Linked DNA regions of Mus musculus: region 1 is linked to region 2. The links are chromatin contacts, called in public Hi-C maps. All regions are on one chromosome and are shown on one strand. Each heading gives the region's core, a stretch centred on a gene start, on an enhancer-like site or on the middle of the called end of the contact. The rest is flanking DNA. Distances are from core to core; before and after follow the strand shown.

Region 1 (4,501 bases), core at 142-2,641, 66 kb after region 2:
GGGGTAGATTCAGATAGACTGTTATCAAAATAAGCAACCAATCAATCAATTTCTCCACCTTCTAAACGGCACTGAAACAACACCCTTGATTGATGCAATTTGTGAATCTATTTCCAATCATGGCATTTCATTAAGAAGCAGATGACGAAAAAGTCATCTCAGTTAATGGGATGGAAGTTCACCCAAGCAAAATATGCAACGATGATTGCTTTGTATCATCTTGTAGCACGCACTTGGGAAAAAATTTTTATTCCAAGAATCCTGCAAAGTTGAAGGGCTGTTTTCGTGGTTTGAAGCAAGCTGAAGACCATCTAGGCAGAGAGTTTGGGGAGAAACATGACTGAATAGCCTCCAATGGGGTCTTAATGTGATGACTTTCTATGCTTAGCCGGGTGCCTTGAAATCACTATAGTTCTTATTGAAGCTGGTAATGACAGAGGCAGCGTGTCAACTTTACTGAAGTCTAGCAAGCTAAGGTTAGAGAACTGTCATCAATTGTTCCAGATGACAGTTTTCTTTCTTCCTCTCTATTTTCCCTCGCCCCCCCCCCGCCCCCAAGCCATTGTTGTTTTTCCTCCCATCCCTGTTCGAAAGGCAACGGTGGCATCTTGAAAGCAGTCTACACATTACCACTGAGACGCAGGAGAGGAATAACTGACACTTGTTGGCGTCGATGACTTTGAGTGACACGTGTGCCTGTGGTGACCAGAGCCGGGGGCAGTCTAGAGGAACGTTCGGGCTATCAAAGCAGGAGGAAAGGCCCCCAGAAGTGGGCGCACGTGACAGCAGCAGCCACCTCGAGAGTGACATCATCTCGGGGGGCGGAGCCAAACTCTTTAGGGCCTTGTCAGCTATTGAGCTTCCTCTCCTCTTCCTTACCAAATGCCTTCGACCCCACCAGTCCAAGCCCCCTGAGGAAACCAGAAATGCCTACACGTCCTGCAGCGCCAGGGCCCCCTCTGTCAGCGCGGAGCCGGGGTTCACCACCACCAGCTCTCGCAACGCCTCCCCGCCCCCAGGCCGTGGAGGGGCGGGGGGCGGGGGCGCGCGCGCTCCACCACGCACGCGCCCCCACGCACGCGCTCTCCCTCCGCGCTCGCGCTCCTCCCCAACCCGGCCCGGAGGGGGCGGGGCTGCGGGCGGCCTCCGAGGGTGCGACGCCCCCGGCGCGGCGGCGGCGCTAGAGAGCGGCCTGCCGGGCGCGGGTTGCTGGGCGCGCGCTGCTCCGGCGGGGCCCGCTGGCCACAGCCGCCTCGCGCCAGCCGCCCGCCCGCCCAGCGCGGCCAGCTGCGAGCGCCGCTAGCGCGGGGCCCCAGGCGGCAGGCGCCGCGCTCCCTCCGCCGCCCCGCGCGCCTCCTCGGGCGGCCCCGCCCCCGTTCCCATCCCCCTCGCGCTCACCTCCCGGCTGTGCCGCGCGCGAGGCGGAGCGAGGCGCCCGCCGCCGCCGCGGTGCTGAGGGGCGAGCCTGTCCCCCCCGCGCCGCCGCTGACAGGAGGACCGCAGCGGGCTGCCAGCGCTCGCCGGCCGCGAGGCCCCGCCGAGCCCGACTGAGGTGCGGATCCTCCGTGGGGCGTCCGCGGGCGGCGCGGTCCTCACCGGAGACCACTGGCACGCGGGCTTGACCCCGAGGTGCGCCGCGCCCCTTAGAACGGCAGGTAAGGGCTGGGCGAGCAGGGAAGAAGGGTCGGTGAGGGTGAGGTGACAGGGGCGTTCGCTTGCGACGCCTCAGCTGCGGGGGCTGGGGCGAGCAGGGAGACTGGGAAACGGACAGTGAAGTGCCTCCGGTGTCGAAGGCGTGGGGAAGGCAGGCTGCCTCCGAATGAATGTGGGACCGAGGGCGGCTTCGGAGGGCTCCGGGGTCTACCACTTGGTTGTCACCGAGGTTGGTCTTGGTATTTGGTACCTGGAGGGTCTTTGGATGACGGGGACCGGGATGAGATGCGAGGCAGATTGCTAAACGTGGCAAGGAATGTGGTGCAGAACGAGTTGCAAAATGTGTCCCTGAATGCAGCATAAAAGTAGTTGTGAAATGTGCCAGGTAAAGGCACAGGATGGGCTGGCCTCTGTGGCGTAGAAATGCATGGTAGAAGTGTTATTAGGAACATGAATAATTCCTTTGGGGAAGGAGGTGTACTATAATAAAAGACTAATGGGGCTTTTGCTACATATTCTGTCGTAGGAGATCGAGAGGAGCTGCGATTTTTGACATGGGGAAAGTACCCACGTGAAAGCAAAAAAAAAAAAAAAAAAAAAAGATTGTCTGATTGTGAGATGGGAAAGGAAAAAAATGGGGCTAAAATGATTTCAGATTTTGTCATCAACATGTAGAGCATCCATGCAATTGTAGCCTGTCTCTCTATTCCAGGTGTGGAATGTTTAAAATGTTTCCCAGAAAACATAAACAATGGTCATTAGCATTAGGAAAAGATTGGATGTCTTTCACTCTCTCCTCTGCTCCTCTCAAGGAAAAAAGAAAAAAAAGAAAAACACAAACAACAAAAAAAGACAAACAAGCCAAGCACCCTGACTGTAATTGTGTGTTCAGGATCGTTAGGCAAAGGGAACGATTTTTCATGTGTCCCTGCCTTGGCTTTTTTACAGGTGAAAATAAGTGGAACAAGGAAAACAGAACAATATGGTGAACAAAAGGGATAAATTTTCAGGCATTTTGAAGGGTTGGAGCCAAAAGCTATGGCAGTGGCTAATTACAGAGCCTGGCAATAGTGGAATATTCTGGTATGTTTTAGCTCTTGAGATGGGATGGTGAGATAAGATAAAAACGCTATACAGTAAATTGGCATAAAATGCAGCAACATGGATACTGTCAATGTAGTTAGTGTTCCTTGTAGCATTTACCAGGTAAATTGTCTTCGGGATGTGAGGGAAAACCAGAAACAAATGAAACAACTGTTCCTTACCTCTCTTCCTCCTCCTTTCAACCCCATCTTTCTCTCTTAAGTGTGTGTGTGTGTCCACATGCTACAAAACGTTGTGACTTCCATCTAAGAACATCTGTGTTTTGAGAGGATTGTCAGAACATACTGTAATTTCAAAAGTAACAAAAGACAGCTAGATGAGCCATTAAAAATAACGTGTGTATACATTGAGTATCTGTGTAACTGAAACAAAAGCAGAAATATTTGATGTGTTCACCAGGGTGTATTTAATTATTGATGATATCTTGGTGTGTTATGTTGGAATTCTTATAAATTGAATTACCTGCGTGAATGTTGTTCTTATTATAGTAATTTGCCAGATAATCTGAAAATTCATAGTGATTGGCTTCGCCCTGGTTCCAGATTCATTCATTGAGGGATCATTTCCTTCAAAAACGAAATTGGATTTTCCTTGATTAATTTTGAACTTTAGTCTTTTCTGAAGATATTTAGCCTTTTCTGAAGAGGCTCTGTTGAGGCTAAAGAGAGAAGAGGGCCAGAAGAGAATAAAGAGCAGTTCTGTTGGGTCTTCCTGTTTTGTTCTGACTGTAAGCCATATGCACTGCCACCCCCTACTGTCTGTAGGAAGAGGTGTTGCAGAACCCTGTTCTTTCCTTGTTATCACTGCCCCCTTGTGTAAGGGAAGAAATTGATAGCTGCAACTTTTGGGAAACAGTCTTTTCAGATTGTTCTTTATCATTGGAGTGGCTATGTAGATCTATTAATCACTTGTTTACTTTAAAGTGCATAGCTAGGAACACATGTTAACCAGATCTTAGATTTGATGTCCCATTTAAATAGTATCTGATATTAGTTAATTCAGGTTGCTAAAAATGCTCAGGAACATGGGACTCTATTACTTTAGTAGTAGTAGGTTACATTTATACAGCATACACTTCCTGACAGTCTTGTACATTGTTTATACAGTTACAAAATTCTTTGAGGTATATATTGTTATTTCCATTTTACCCAGGAGAAATGGAAACAGATTAATTTGCCAAAGATTATGTAGCTGAGAATTGGAAATGCTGTTTTAATTTAGAAACTCTGGCTGGAAACTCTGGCTCCTAACTGTCCTTCATCACTATACTGGATTGTCCTCGAATTAGTACTGACAAGGCATACTGTACTTAAATGCACATGTCCACCATAAAGCAAATAAACTGTGTACACATGTGCAAAGAGTGCTTATAGTAAATACTTCTTTTTAGGAATTTGTTTTTAAATTCTTTTTATGTGATTATAAGCAGTAAGTAGTCTTATTCAGGACTTTTCATGTGATTAAAGACACATTTATAGTCATGTTTTCTTTGAGGAGGATCTTTAGAGGTCAAAAGTTATATTCAGGTAGTTTGATACACACACATATACCTCATGGTATTTTTTTAAAAAAGTATCAGTAAATTTTTATTGCTAACTTTATTTGGAAAATCAAGATGAAATTATTTCTCCTGCATACTTACATTTTATGTTCTCTATTTGTTTTAATGTGATTAGCAAAAATGGGTTGGATCTTTTGAATAATTAGCTTTTCCAAACAAATGTTTGCTCAGATTTTTCTTAGC
Region 2 (4,474 bases), core at 1,599-4,098:
GTTGGTCTACGTGAGCTACTTGGCCTTTACCGAAGGTAGGCTCAGTTGAATTTCTTTCTTCAAATATTCCCTAAAGAATTCATTTGACAGGATCTTATTATCAAATGTAGTCTTTACTTCCAGGAGGGCTGCAGGATGGTTCAACAAAAAAAGTTGCTTGCCACCAAGGGTGATGATCTGAGTTCCATACTTGGGACCCACATGGTGGAAGGAGAGACCCCAATCCTCTAAGTTGTCTTCTGACTTCTACACATGCACTGTGGCAAGCACAGGCACTCACACTCTTACAAAACAAAACAGAATTTCATAGAATCCATTTGAGGAAGTGTTATTCTATAAAGATCCTGGGCATCTAAGGAAATAAGATCAAATTAACAGAGAAAAGATAGTTTAAAGGCAAAATGGGTTTTGAAGGAACGATAGAAGAAATGGATTTGAGAAATGCAAGGAAAAAGGAGTCTTTCACATGGCGTGGTGGCACACACCCGTGGTCCCAGCACTCAGGAGATGGAAGTGGAGGAGAGATCATTCTCTAAAACCAACCAAGCAAACAAAACTAACCTAAAGGCTCTCCTCCTGTGCTCCACGTAGCATTCTATAGGGAAAGGGGTTTGCTTCCCATAGTGCTGCTGCCAAGCATTAGGGACAGCCCTGAATTATGCAATGCCTCATAATCTACTGGGCAGGCCCCGCCTACCAATCCTCCCAACCCTTCTTCAGCTTGGGTCTCCTGTCAAGTATTGTCTATCTCCATAGTTAAGTAAAAACAAACATGTTTCTTTAGGAAAATTAAGGTCTATGATTTGTTTGATGTCCCCAAGTCCAAAGGTTAGGCATGAGCGACAGAAGGGCTACACAGAGAAGAAAATAACAGTAATGACAAAGAATCCACGGGGTACATGTTCAGTGATAGAGCACTTGTTTACTGTGTAACAGAGCCCTAAGTTCAAACACCTAATACCATACACAGATACACACACACACACACAGAGAGACACAGACACACACACACAGACACACACACACACACACAGAGAGACACACACAGACATACACACACACACACAGTCACACACACAGACACACACACAGGCAGACACACAGACACACAGACACACACACACACAGAGACACAGACACACACAGACACACACAGACACACACACACACACACACACACAGTCACACACACAGACACACATACACAGACATACACACACAGGCAGACACACAGACACAGACACACAGACACACACACACTTTTGCGCACAAGTCCCTTGGCTACCATAGTGTTATCTAGGCTAGCCACTGGCCACAGCAAGACCCTGTCTCAACAAAACAAAACAAGCAAAACAAAACACCAAAGCAAAACATGACCAAGAGGCTCAGACAACACCTTTTTATTTTTAATCAGGAAGGGGATTTGATATTTGGATTTTGGGTATGATCAGCATGGAGTCAGCCTACCCTAAGACCTGTTACAGGTACCAAAAATTTGTAAAAGTAAAATAAAACTAGGACCAGAAACATAAATCTTGAAGTAAGATGCTTTAAAAAAATCAAGTAAATTTTATTATATCTTATTTCTCTGGAAATCAGAAAGCTGTGTGCCACCACACCTGTGGAAGGAGGGCCCATGCTGAGGACCTCGCCCCCTGGGATTTAACAGTTCCACCATGCTGTGAACACCGACTTAGGTGAAACTTTTATGAGAGACATCCTATATCCAACAAGCACCTAATATCCTGTGTGATACTATGAAAGTGCTGGCTGCCCTTTCCTATCTGGATTTTCTGGGACTATAAAAAGGAAATTCTTTTATAACAAACAGGAACAGAGACTTATATTTATTTCTGTTACTCTGGCCAGGTAAAGGCGTGAAAGACATGTGCCTTTCTGGTGATTGTTTGACAGCTCAGATCCTAAATGGAACCAGAATTTCCTAAAGGGCAAACCTGATCTTGTAGTATTATTTTTTTATTATTCCAATTCTCAATGCACTGCCTCAAAAACACTCTCCCATTGCTTATACTTTTATTGTCAAGCTGTCAAAACAGCAACTTCCTACTTAGGTTATAGTTATATGAACACATAAGGGCTTTTTATTAGATTTGCTTTGGGTTGAATTAGATGGTATCTTTTAGAAGGGATGCGTCATTTGTACAATGGTGAGGAGGCTGGCTTGGGGGCACATCCCTGAGAGGGCAGCTTCCTCATGCTGGGTCATCTTTTGTTTCTGCAAAGCGACCGACGTTACATGTGTACAACCTCCACCCAGCGCTCTGTCTGGGCCCTAGCTCACCTCAACCGTGGGCTTGCTTTTGTCTCTGTCCCTATTATATAGGCCATGCACTTGAGAGAGAGAGAGAGAGAGAGAGAGAGAGAAATCGACCAGTAAGGAGGCTGAGCCTCATGCCATCTCCGACCCTAGCATCCCTCACAGGTCAGATCTTTAAAGACGGGAATGTAAATAGAGCTGTCTACTGTCAAAGAGGTCATCTGGTGCTCATCACACAAATGGGGCAGAATTAAAGATGGGAGGAGTAGAGAGATGGGGGGAGGGGAATTGATATGCAGAAATTACCAGAAACATTGGTAGCCCTTGCTTTTCTTTCCCGTCCATCAATTGTGGTTAGGACTAGATTTGGTGTCACAAACTTTCCAGAATCACTAGAAAAGAAATCACCTACAACCTGGATTCTGTCCACTGGGTTTGTTACTAATGGTGAAGGTACAGGCTTTGCCCAGGACCTCATATTTTTTTAGAACGGCAGTTACTCTCACATCTGCCAGCACCGGAGGAAATTGATGGTAACCAATTGTCTAGGTGCTTTTGTTAGCGCCTCTTTTCTGCTGCGCTGGGCTACACAATTACCAGAGCCCTTGAGAATGCTTATTGTCAATAGGAGTAATTTCACATCCCATCCATTTAGTGAAGAGATGTGAAAATTGATCTCAGGTTCTGCGGTAAGACTGGAACCAAAGCTCAGGCTACAAATGCCTTGGAAATAAACATGTGCCCCTCGCCGTTTTCATTAGGTATCGCTGTCACCCAGCCTCTAGGGAAATGAACTCAAGTCCAGCTGTCTTTCTGTGCAAGTTCAGATGTGTTCCCAATCTGGTGGAGTCAGCTGTCATCTTCGTTTATTGTTAAATTTTGTAGTGGTTGTCATGAGGGTTGGCGGCCCCAAGGAGGGTGATTCTCTGTTTTATCCACAGACAGGGGAACAACGTAATTTGACACTGACTGCCAAGGAGGTCCTTCCAATTCAGCTTATTGTCTGAGCCCTTTTTTATTTGGTTTCAAAAGTCTCTTCAAAAGGGCAGAAAAATTAGCCTTAAATAGTATTTCTTGGATTGCCTTTAACAGTGGTGATAAGAAGAAAGCGTCTAGTCTTGACAGAAGTGGTTTCATTATAACTTGTTTTTATCTTGCCAGAATAAGCAAGGGACTTCAAAATGTGTTTTCATTACGGCTAAGGAGCAAGTTATAGCTGATATCTTCGTCAAAGAAAGAGCGATCTGTGAACTCTATTATTATGTCTCTCTTTTGCTTTCTGCTTGCAAAGCAAAGAGGAGATTTTGTTTAGTTCTTGTTATTTTTAAAGAGAACTTCTGTCAACACAACATATCAACAAGAATTTGCATTTCCAGGAGCTGGAGAGATGACTGGATGGTTAAGAGCTCTGGCTGCTCTTCCAGAAGACCTAAGTTCAGTTCCCAGCACCCACATGGCAACTCCCAGGATCTGACATCCTCTTCTGGCCTCTACAGGCAACCCGCACATGCATAGTATGGACAAACATAGATGACACACTCCCATACACATAAATACAAATACATGTTTAAAAAATTGCGTTCCCGGAAGTTCTATCTTTCACAGCAAGGATCCAGTCTTTTTTATAAAATGACTTTGTATACGAAGGACTTTTTTATACAAAAACCAAAAAACCAAAACTACAGTCAAGATGAAACTCTTTAACCTAAAAATGAACCTTGGAAACAGAAGGTAAAATAAAGCCAGAACAACTGTTATTTTCTGTTTTCTTTCTTGACAGGTGACATTAAGCTGACATTGAGCTACAGACATGACATCATCCGTGGGGTATACCCAGTGCCAAACATACTGCATTCTTTTGACCAAAAGGGAGGGTTTGTGCAGACATACAGACATGGGCTCTGGAGCTCCAGAGCTGGCCTAAGTCTGCAGACAAACAGGTCAAAGCACATTGAAGTTACACAACTCCTGCAGATGCCCAGCCTCCGCCCTCGGGCCAGCTGGAGAGTTTACATTTGTCAATTGCTTCCTTGAGGGCCTGGCTCAAGACTTACTTCCTGCAGGAGCTGGTCTTTGCCTAAGCTGCCTCCCTCAGCCCTGCTGCACATCTGCTCACGCCTCATCTCACTCGCTTCTGCTCTGCCAGGCCCCTGTCTGCATTTTCCCTCACTCCCAGTTCCTTCTCTGCCTCTATCT

What was found. Hi-C and Micro-C count contacts between places; a contact is called where the count stands out from the background.
Region 1: a contact with region 2 is called in a Hi-C map of the N1E-115 cell line, with 6 times the contacts expected there. The contact joins the promoter of Tanc2 here to the enhancer-like site in region 2. A contact is called at or near these places in 2 of 39 promoter capture datasets (the 3T3-L1 cell line and hippocampal neurons), 8 of 484 Hi-C or Micro-C datasets (the HL-1 cell line, the N1E-115 cell line, Th2 cells and 5 more), 9 of 115 datasets of contacts at active chromatin or transcription factors (VIP interneurons, bone marrow-derived macrophages, differentiating embryonic stem cells and 5 more) and 1 of 9 other capture datasets (adipose tissue).

The regions. Positions count from the first base shown.
Region 1 is chr11:105,588,595-105,593,095 of GRCm38.p6, forward strand. Tanc2 (tetratricopeptide repeat, ankyrin repeat and coiled-coil containing 2) reads left to right here and starts at 1,392. Exons shown (of 26, transcript NM_181071.3): 1 at 1,392-1,655.
Region 2 is chr11:105,521,548-105,526,021 of GRCm38.p6, forward strand. No RefSeq gene overlaps it. Among named protein-coding and RNA genes, the nearest start is that of Gm39419, 6.3 kb to the left of the region's middle. Within about 2 kb of position 2,849, at least 44 of the 459 cell types and tissues checked have an H3K27ac peak or open chromatin away from gene starts, as enhancers often do. A contact at or near this core is called in the N1E-115 cell line, adipose tissue, muscle stem cells and 1 more, where this site is marked.